Linked DNA regions of Mus musculus: region 1 is linked to region 2. A link is a contact called in public HiChIP or PLAC-seq data. All regions are on one chromosome and are shown on one strand. Each heading gives the region's core, a stretch centred on a gene start, on an enhancer-like site or on the middle of the called end of the contact. The rest is flanking DNA. Distances are from core to core; before and after follow the strand shown.

What was found. HiChIP or PLAC-seq counts read pairs in DNA pulled down with a chosen protein or histone mark.
Region 1: a contact with region 2 is called in an H3K4me3 HiChIP or PLAC-seq map of embryonic stem cells, with 27 read pairs. The contact joins two enhancer-like sites. A contact is called at or near these places in 18 of 39 promoter capture datasets (3T3-L1-derived adipocytes, the HPC-7 cell line, HPC-7-derived erythroid cells and 10 more), 2 of 15 datasets of contacts at CTCF or cohesin (the NIH/3T3 cell line and large pre-B cells), 3 of 484 Hi-C or Micro-C datasets (B cells, the HL-1 cell line and bone marrow-derived macrophages), 19 of 115 datasets of contacts at active chromatin or transcription factors (the 230-238 cell line, the HPC-7 cell line, T-cell acute lymphoblastic leukemia and 13 more) and 4 of 9 other capture datasets (adipose tissue, liver, macrophages and 1 more).

Annotation. Positions count from the first base shown.
Region 1 is chr4:133,566,678-133,571,792 of GRCm38.p6, reverse strand. No RefSeq gene overlaps it. Among named protein-coding and RNA genes, the nearest start is that of Gpatch3, 5.5 kb to the left of the region's middle. Within about 2 kb of position 1,357, at least 55 of the 459 cell types and tissues checked have an H3K27ac peak or open chromatin away from gene starts, as enhancers often do. A contact at or near this core is called in embryonic stem cells and pancreatic cancer cells, where this site is marked.
Region 2 is chr4:133,839,575-133,844,634 of GRCm38.p6, reverse strand. No RefSeq gene overlaps it. Among named protein-coding and RNA genes, the nearest start is that of Gm12974, 26 kb to the right of the region's middle. Within about 2 kb of position 3,349, at least 180 of the 459 cell types and tissues checked have an H3K27ac peak or open chromatin away from gene starts, as enhancers often do. A contact at or near this core is called in embryonic stem cells and pancreatic cancer cells, where this site is marked.

The DNA of each region.
Region 1 (5,115 bases), core at 108-2,607, 270 kb after region 2:
CCAAGTGCTGGGATTAAAGGCGTGGGCCACCACTGCCTAGCTGCTACAATGTTAATATATAAATCTTAAAAAAAAAAAAAACAACTTGCAAGCAAAACAAAACATACAAAATAAAAATTAGGGTAGAATTTAGAAAAGTAAACAACTCACAAGTCTCAGTTCCTAAAACATACAAGATTCACAAAGTCCCCTCCTCAAGTATATATGAGCAATAAGGACTGCTGGAGAGAAGAGACTTTCTAACCTGTCCAGCTGCCTTCAAGTTCAGCAATGAACTCCAGGGATGCAGCTTTTGTAAGTCATGCTGGGGTGACTTTTCTTTTCTTTTCTTTTCTTTTCTTTTCTTTTCTTTTCTTTTCTTTTCTTTTCTTTTCTTTTCTTTTCTTCCTTCCTTCCTTCCTTTCTTTCTTTCTTTCTTTCTTTCTTTCTTTCTTTCTTTCTTTCTTTCTTTTTTTGTGTGTGTGACTTTTCAATAATGAAGCTGACTGATTTGGAGTCATCCATGCTCCTATCTGTAACCCCAACACACTCATTGGCTCATCACTTTGGGTGAATTGGTGCTGGTTAGTTTTATGAATACTTTGGTCTGTCATTGGTTCCCTGGCTAGGATAAGTAGACAATTGTTTTCGTTTCCCTTAGAAAAATCACACTAAAGGAGAAAAAGACATTTTCTACAGTAGTGTAGCCACTGGTAAAGTGTCAATACTCCCGTAAGCACCCCTTACCCATGTTCTTGTAAGAGGCCTGAATAGAAACTCATTGGTTCACCAAAAACAAAAAAACCATGAAAGCATAAGGGGTTCGCGCCTGCAGAGATGGCTCTTGCAAAAGACCTAGGTTTGCTACCTAGCATCTAGAAGGCAGCTGATAACTGTCTGCAACTGCAGTTCTAGGAGATGCAAATGGCGCTTTCTGGTCTCCACAGGCACCAGACACACACCTGGTGCATAGATATATGTGAAGGCAAAACATCCACATGCATAAAAAATTAAAGATAAGAAAGCAGAAAGAAGCCTGGCCGTGGTGGCGCAAGCCTTTAATCCCAGCACTCGGGAGGCAGAGGCAGGCTGATTTCTGAGTTCTAAGCCAGCCTGATCTACAAAGTGTGTTACAGGGCAGTCAGGGCTCCACAGAGAAACCCTGTCTTAAAAAACAAAAAAACAAAAAAGGAAGAAGGGAGGGAGGGAGGGAAGGAGGGAAGGAAGGAAGGAAGGAAGGAAGGAAGGAAGGAAGGAAGGAAGGAAGGAAGGAAGGAAGGAAGGAAGTCCTGAGATGTTTTGACACTGCAGAGCTTGACCACAGCCCTGTGACCCAGCACAGCACGGAAGGGTGAGGACCCAGACTATTCTGTGTTCCAGAACAGAGTTCACTGCCAAGAATCAGTTCTATTCACTGGCCTGTAAGAGACACGTGCACCGTGTTTACCCGTGATGAAACCAGACAGATTCCAAATTCCAGTCCTTTGCCTCATAGACGCTTAGTTGACCTTCTTACTTGTCCCCGCCCACCAAGCTTTGAATGAGCTTCCGTCTCCTTCCTCTGAGTCTCAGACCTTGAGCCAGCTCTTCCCTCCTCTTCCTCCGAAGCCCCTCGTGAGAATGGGCTGGATTCAGAGCCAAATATTTCCCATCTCCTTACCCATCAGCCACCATGCTCCCGCTGCTCTCCCCACTTCCTCTCCCGGGGCTTTCCCTGAACTGTTCTCTCTCTCCTGTGAAAGAAAACCTGGTTTTGCCCTTAAGACCTTGGAGATGTTTCCAGGTCAGAGCCCTCCTCACTGCGGCGGTCTCAGAGCCCTTGTAATTGCAGTAGCTCCTCCCTTTTTAATAACCCGTAACACCCCCTCCCCAGATTTGTTGTTTTCTTAACTCACCGGCGTACACCAGTACCCATAGCTGATGAGTTCACGAGGTTTTGTAAAACATTTGCATTTTGTACAAATAACCTCAGGTTAGGAGGTCAGAAACCAGAATTGTTCCAGGGCCAAGAAGTGGGAGTGAGTGGGTGGGGGAGCAGGGCAGGGGAGGGTATAGGGGACTTTTGGGATAGCATTTGAAATGTAAATGAAAATATCTACTTAAAAAATTTTAAAAAAAGAAAGAAACAAGAACTGTTTCATTTATATAAAGTTTGAACTTGCAAACTGAAAACAAAATTTAGGGATGCATAAGTAAATATTCTGTAAATCGGAAAAAAGACTCAGGTCATGCAAGTGATCTTGGCACCTGGGAGAGGGAGGTAGGAAGTTTAACTACAAGTTCAAGGCCAGGCTGAGCTACAGAGCATGGACTTGTCTCAAACAGGGGGTGGGGCCGATAAGGTGAATGACAGAAAGAAAGCAAAACTCAAAGAAATTATTAACTGAAATTCAGGGTAGTCATTAGCTTTGGGGCAATGATGAATTGAGAAAGAGCCCTCAAGGCTGATGGAGGTAATGACCGGTGCCACAGTAGCGAGGGGCATTATACTGTTATTTTTTATATCTAATAGATATACTTTTTAAAGAGTTTTTAAAATTATTTTTACTTATTTGTTTATTTTTGGTTTTTGAGACATGGTTTCTTTGTTTAACCCTGGCTGTCCTAGAACTCACTCTGTAATCAGGGTGGCCTTGAACTCAGAGATCTGCCTCTCAGTGCTGGAATTAAAGCTGACTATCACGATAACCAACTGAAAAAAATTCTCTTAAGACAAAGTCTTGCTATGTCCAGGCTGCTAGGAACTCCTAGCAATCCTCCTGCCTCAGCTTCCTAAATGCTGGGGTTAACAGTTGTATATATACTGCAGGGCATGGTGGTGCACGCCTTTAGTCTCAGCACTCAGGAGGCAGAGGCAGGCAGATTTCTGAGTTTGAGGCCAGCCTGGTCTACAAAGTGAGTTCCAGGACAGCCAGGGCTACACAGAGAAACCCTGTGTCGAAAACAAAACAAAACAAAAACAAAAACAAAAAATCAGTTGTGTACTATCAGGGCCAACCTAAAAAAGAAAAAAAGGAAAAAAAGAACTATAATGATTGTCCATATAATTGTTGGTGGGGACAATATCATGTTTGGATTTTATTTGTTTTTAGTACTGTATGTGCAAGATTTACACATAGGGACAAACACGTCATGGCACTCTGGAGGTCAGAGGACAGCTTAGTGGCACTGGTTCTCACCTTCCATCTATCTTTTTTTTTGGTTCATTGAGACAGGGTTTCTCTGTGTAGCCCTGGCTGTCCTGGATCTCACTCTGTAGACCAGGCTGGCCTCAAACTCAGAAATCTGCCTGCCTCTGTCTCCCAAGTGCTGGGATTAAAGGCGTGCACCACCACTGCCTGACCCAATCACCTTTTTTTTTTTTTTTTTTTTTTTTGGTTTTTCGAGACAGGGTTTCTCTCTCTGTACAGCCCTGGCTGTCCTGGAACTCACTTTGTAGACCAGGCTGGCCTCAAACTCAGAAATCCGCCTGCCTCTGCCTCCCGAGTGCTGGGATTAAAGGCGTGCGCTACCATGCCCGGCTCAATCACCTATTTTAATGTCTGGATTTTATTTTATTTTTTAAATTTTATTTTATTATTTATTTATTTATTTTTATGTATATGAATACACTGGGGGGACTAGTGAGATGGCTCAGCGGTTAAGAGTGCCGACTGCTCTTCCAAAGGTCCTGAGTTCAAATCCCAGCAACCACATGGTGGCTCACAACCATCCGTAACAAAAATCTGATGTCCTCTTCTGGAGTGTCTGAAGACAGCTACAGTGTACTTACATATAATAAATAAATAAATATTTTAAAAAATACACTGTAGCTGTACAGATGGTTGTGAGCCTTCTTGTGGTATTGGGAATTGAATTTTTTAGGACCTCTGCTCGCTCTGGTTAACTTCGTTCGCTCAGTCCCTGCTCGCTCCAGTCCAAAGATTTATTTATTATTATACATAAGTACACTGTAGCTGTCTTCAGACACACCAGAAGAGGGCGTCAGATCTCATTATGGATAGTTGTGAGCCACCATGTGGTTGCTGGGATTTGAATTCAGGACCTTCGGAAGAGCAGTCAGTGCTCTTAGTCGCTGAGCCATCTCGACAAGCCCTAATGTCTAGGTTTTAAGATCTGATAGAAATATGGATTGGCACAACCACTTTTAAAAACTGGCAAGATCTAATAAACCTGAGCATACAGCTGTCTCTCCGTAGCCCTTATTCTGATTCCCAATAGATCTATAAACAGCTGTGTATGTTAACATATGCAACGAGTGAGTGGCTGGGGAAGCGTCTCATAGAGTAACAAAAAGAGCTTGCTCTGCAGGTGTAAGGCCCTAAGTACCTCAACCCCGAGTAAAAGGCAGACGTAACAGGCCACGCCCATAACATCGCTGCTAGAGGTAGGCAGATCCCAGAGCCTGGCTGGCCAGTCAGTGTGCTGTTAAAGCAAGTTCCAGGCTCAGAAAAAGACCGTGTGTTTTAAAGCCAGGTCTACAAAGCTAGTGCTAAGCCAGTCAAAGCTACACAGAGAAACCCTGTTAGAAAAGCCAAATATAAAAAAAAAAAAAAAAAAAAAAAAGTGAGCTGGCGTTTAGTCCCAGCACTCGGGAGGCAGAGGCAGGTGGATTTCTGAGTTCGAGGCCAGCCTGGTCTACAAAGTGAGACCAGGACAGCCAGAGCTACACAGAGAATCCCTGTCTCAAAAAACCAAAAAAACCAAAAAACCAAAAAAAAAAAAAAAGTGGATTAGACAGAAGAGGACATTCCAACATCAGCCTCATACACCTGTGCTGTTGAAGGCACCTGTATGCATGCATATTCGATGAAAAACACACATGAGGGGGCTGCCGAGATGGCTCAGTGGTTAAGAGCGCCGGCTGCTCTTCCGAAGGTCCTGAGTTCAAATCCCAGCAACCACATGGTGGCTCACAACCATCTGTAATGAGATCTGATGCCCTCTTCTGGAGTGTCTGAAGACAGCTACAGTGTACTTATGTATAATAAATAAATAAATCTTTTTTACAAAACACACATGAATAAATAAATATTTAAGCAACAGTCACTCAAGCAGTTGAATTTGTAATATTCATAAAATATTGTGAAAGCAAACCATATGCTGATCAGCAGTATAATAGGTAAATGAACTGCA
Region 2 (5,060 bases), core at 2,100-4,599:
AGGATTACCTCAAAGATAGTCCTTGTCAGAGGCAGGTCTGACTCCCTGCCCACGTTAAGTAGTCAAACATTCGGGACTTCAGCCCATGAATTTAAACCCTCCTCTCAACTCTGGAATGACAGGTCATCTGTGGCTTGGCCTTTTTGTTGAGGATCAGAGGTTGGAGGTCAGCCTCGGCGACATAGCACATCTGAGGCCCGTGTAGTCTCATGAGGTAGGCATTTTTGGTTTCACAGGAAGGAAATTGAAGACGAATGTACCCACAAGTGTCCAAGCAAGGAAGTGGCTAGACCACTTAAAAAAAAAAAAAAAAAAAAAAAAAAAAGTGGGGCTGGTGAGATGGCTCAGCGGTTAAGAGCACCAACTGCTCTTCCAAAGTTCAAATCCCAGCAACCACATGGTGGCTCCCAACCATCCGTAACGAGATCTGACTCCCTCTTCTAGAGTGTCTGAAGACAGGTACAGTGTACTTACATGTAATAAATAAATTATGTGGTTGCTGGGATTTGAACTCCAGACCTTCGGAAGAGCAGTCGGGTGCTCTTACCCACTGAGCCATCTCACCAGCCCCAATAAATTTTTTTTTTAAAGTGCCGGGCGTAGTGGCACACGCCTTTAATCCCAGCACTCGGGAGGCAGAGGCAGGCGGATTTCTGAGTTCGAGGCCAGCCTGGTCTACAGAGTGAGTTCCAGGCCAGCCAGGACTACACAGAGAAATCCTGTCTCGAAAAAACAAAAAAACAACAACAAAAAAAACTTATTTGTTGTGTATGATGTTCATGTGTGTGGGCACACGTGACAGAGCATGTAGGCAGAGGTCAGAGAACATAGTACTGAAGTTGGCTCTCTTCTAGCTGGGGATCAACCTCAGGTCCTTAGGCTGGGTGGCATTGTCTTTACTCGATGAACCATCTCAGCAGGCCTGTCTCCTTTTGGTCTCCTATTTCCTATTGCCCAGGTAAACCTCCATCGCCTTGAGCTCCTCCCTTCAACCCACCCCCACTCCTGTCTCAGGCTCCTATGCGCCAGGCAGGCTGCGTTTGAGTCTATCTTATGCCTATATATGTCCTGTATCTGACCCTCATGTAAAGGCTAAATTTCAACTCATAATGACTCATAAAACCTTACAGTTAAAGAGCCTCAAAGGCCTACACCCAACCCCTGTCTCCTACAGGAAAGCCCTTCAGCTGGGCACCCAGCCCTCCATTAAAAATCACCAGCAGTGGAGAATCCACCGCACCTCGGGGTAGTCCCCCACACCCACGGAAAGTTCCTCCACCCTGAGCTGAGAGAGTCAGAATAGCAATACTTTATTTCTAGAAACAGAGAGAGGGGTTCCCCATGAACTCTGGGGAGGTGGGGGGGAAATGACTCAACAAAGAGAGAGGCCTCATTGGGTGCTGCACCTTCAGGGATGGAAGCGGCCACAGCCATGGGCAAAGGGGTGGAACTAAACTGTGGGAGGACTCTGGAGAGGTGAGTGGGAGGACTCAGCCCAGGAACACATACACACACACACACACACACACACACACACACACACACACACACACACACACACCCGCAGTGCTCCTTTCTGTTCCCCTCCTGCCCGGTGCACCTGGGAAGGCAACAGTGGGGCAACAGTGGGTGGACACAGCCCAGACACCAAGTCAGCGGGATTTGTGGTTTTTCATGGCCTCAAATGCCAAACGGAAGTATACTTTATTATCTTAGTCTCTCCTTCCCTCCCTCCCTCCCTCCCTCCTTCTCTTTCTCTGTCTCTCTGTCTCTGTCTCTCTGTCTCTCTGTCTCTCTGTCTCTCTCTCTCTTTCTCTCTCTCTCTCTCTCTCTCTCTCTCTCTCGTGTGTGTGTGTGTGTGTGTGTGTGTGTCTATATGTCTGTGCATGTTCAAAAAGCCAGAGAAAGCCGGGCAGTGGTGGCGTATGCCTTTAATCCCAGCACTCGGGAGGCAGACACAGACGGATTTCTGAGTTTGAGGCCAGCCTGGTCTACAGAGTGAGTTCCAGGACAGCCAGGGCTACACAGAGAAACCCTGTCTCGAAAAACAAACAAGCAAACAAAGAAAGAAAAAAAAAAAAACCCAAAAGAGGCAGGGCGTGGTGGCGCACACCTTTAATCCCAGCACTCGGGAGGCAGAGGCAGGCAGATTTCTGAGTTCCAGGACAGCCTGGTCTACAAAGTGAGTTCCAGGACAGCCAGAGCTATACAGAGAAACCCTGTCTCAAAAAAAAAAAAAAAAAAAAAAAAAAAAGTGGGGCTGGTGAGATGGCTCAGCGGTTAAGAGCACACACACACACACACACACACACACACACACACAAAAAAAGAAAAACAAAAGAAAGAAAGAAATATGGGCAGGGGATGGTGAAATGGCTCAGCAGATAAGAGCACTGACTGCTCCTGAGTTCAAATCCCAGCAACCAAATGGTGGCTCACAACCACCTGTAATGAGATCTGATGCCCTCTTCTGGTGTGTCTGAAGACAGCTACAGTGTACTTATGTATAATAATAAATAAATCTAAAAAAAAAAAAAAAAGAAGAAGAAAGAAAGAAAGATGGGCAGTCGTGGTTTAATGTTCAGCTCCGGGTACCGGTCAGCAGACCTTGGTAAATACTCAACCTCTTTGCCTTGCCGTCTACCGACACTTTTCTTGTTTGTTTTGTTTTGTTTTTCCAGACAGGGTTTCACTATATAGTTCTGAGTTCTGACTATCCTGGAACTCTCTCTGGCCTTGAACTCTGAGATCCATCTGCCTGTAACTTCCAAGTACTGAGATTAAGGGTGTATGCCACTGCCGGGGGTGGGCAATGGTGGGGTGGGGGTGGGGTGGGGTGAAAGGAGTAGGAAATGTGGGGGTGGGAGGGTGTGGGGTGGGAGGAGCAGGCGTGCTGGGGAGGCAGAGGCAAGCAGATCTCTGTGAGTTCCAGGCCACAGGGTCTAAAAAGCTAATCCAGGACAGCCAGTGTTGTGTTACACAAAGAAACCCTGTCTTGAAAAGCCACCAACTCTCTGAGAGTTCGTATCTTTAAACATGAATTCAGAGTGGCCCTTGGTTTGTGGTGCTGTTGTTGTTTTGGGGGTTTGGTTTGAGTTTTATACAGGTGACACAAAGATGGCAGAGAAGTAGCTCAGGCTAACACATAGCCACGGGCCCCTCCCTCCCTCCCAGATCACAGGCTCCAGCCTCCTAGGTCAGGACCTCTCCTCATTCTCTTTTTGGGGAAACAAAACTAAAGCCATTTGTAAAACCTGGAGAGGAGGGGGCCTCGGTAAAGTCTTTCACAAGGCCTTCGCTCCCCCCTTCCTGCCCCCAAACCGCTCTCCGAGCTCTAGCTCCTCTGTGTGACTCAACCTGAGACTGCTTTTTATAAGTCACTTCCTCTGCCGCTTCTCTGCTGTGGCTCCACACCTGCCCCCGAGGCTGTGGGCGGAGTTGAGAAATCAAGAGGCAGATTACACACGGGTCTGACCTGAGCCTGAAACTTGTATCTGGGAAGGGCCTGTGGCCACTCTCCCCTGGCAGGAAACGCTCCCTGGGGCTGGATTTAGCTGGGTCCAGTCACTCTGACTGTTGCTATGGAGCATTAACTACAGGGCCTCTGCAGGGGCTTCTGAGGGAGGGGCATTCAAGTAGAGACTAACTGTAAAACTTGAGTGGGGGTTGTGTTTTGTTTTGTTTTGTTTTGTTTTGTTTTGTTTTTGTTTGTTTTTTTGAGACAGGGTTTCTCTGTATAGCCCTGGCTGCCCTGGAACTCACTTTGTAGACCAGGTTGGCCTCGAAGTCAGAAATCCACCTGCCTCTGCCTCCCGAGTGCTGGGATTAAAGGCATCCGCCACCACGCCCGGAGAGTTGGGGTTCTTACGCAGTCTTCTGGCCTCTAAACCTCAGATCTTACAGGTAGCTGCAGAGCGTCCTCTGTGGGTCAGGACTGGAATTCCAGCTTCCTGGGAGGCTGAGACAGGAGGATCCAAATTCAATGTTATCTAGAGCAATTTACTGTGACTATCTTAAACTAAAAAGCAAAGATAGGCCTGAGGACATAGCTTAGGGGTATGGTACTTGCTTAGCATAGGTAAGGACCTAGGTTCAATCCCCACTGGGGAAATAGTTGAATGAGAGTTGGGTCAAGGCTCTGGTAGTGACCATGAGCAGAAGAAACGGGAACACAGCACAGAGACTTCCTAACCCAGGCTATGGGTTATCATCCTAATTTGGGAGGTAGAGGCAGGAGGGTCAGGAGTTCCAGGCTGTCCTTGGCTAGGTAATTTGAGATCCTGTTTCTAAACAACACAAACAAATTACCAAACAAAGAAGAATGTCTGCCAGGAGCCATGGCATACAACTTGAATCCCAGCACCCAGGAGACAGAGGCAGGGGGATCTCCATGACTTTGAGGCCAGCCAGATTATAATTTCCTTGTAGATCAGGCTTGCCTTGAACTCACAGAGATCCACCTACCTCTGCAAGGTCATCACATCACAGGACATCTATGCCTGATGAGTTTTCTTCCATTTTCAGGTCTGAAATATACTACCATAGCCCATGCTGACCTTGGATCTGTTATGTAGGTCAGCCTGGCCTCGAACTCACAATTCTCTTGCCTCCTTCTCCTGAGTACTGGAATCACAGGCATGTGTCATCGTGCCCAGGTAAGATCACAGAGTTCTAGCCGGGCGTGGTGGCGCACTCGGGAGGCAGAGGCAGGCGGATTTTTGAGTTCGAGGACAGCTTGGTCTACAAAGTGAGTGCCAGGACAGCCAGGGCTACACAGAGAAACCCTGTCTCGAAAAACCAAAAAAAAAAAAAAAAAAAAAAAAGATCACAGAGTTCTAAAGGAAACCTGCTATCAGTTGCTCACCTCAGAGCAATGCTCTGCCAGGAATTTGGGCTGTGCTGATGTGTTACCTCCAGGGGGCGCAGTGTCCAGGTTTTCCAGCCGACTGGGACAAAGGATTCCCTCCCTAAATGATGACTCAGCCTAATCAATCAGAAAAACATTTCACACCTGTGTCTACATTGATTATGTTGTGTTTTAGTTTACAGCCAAGAAAACT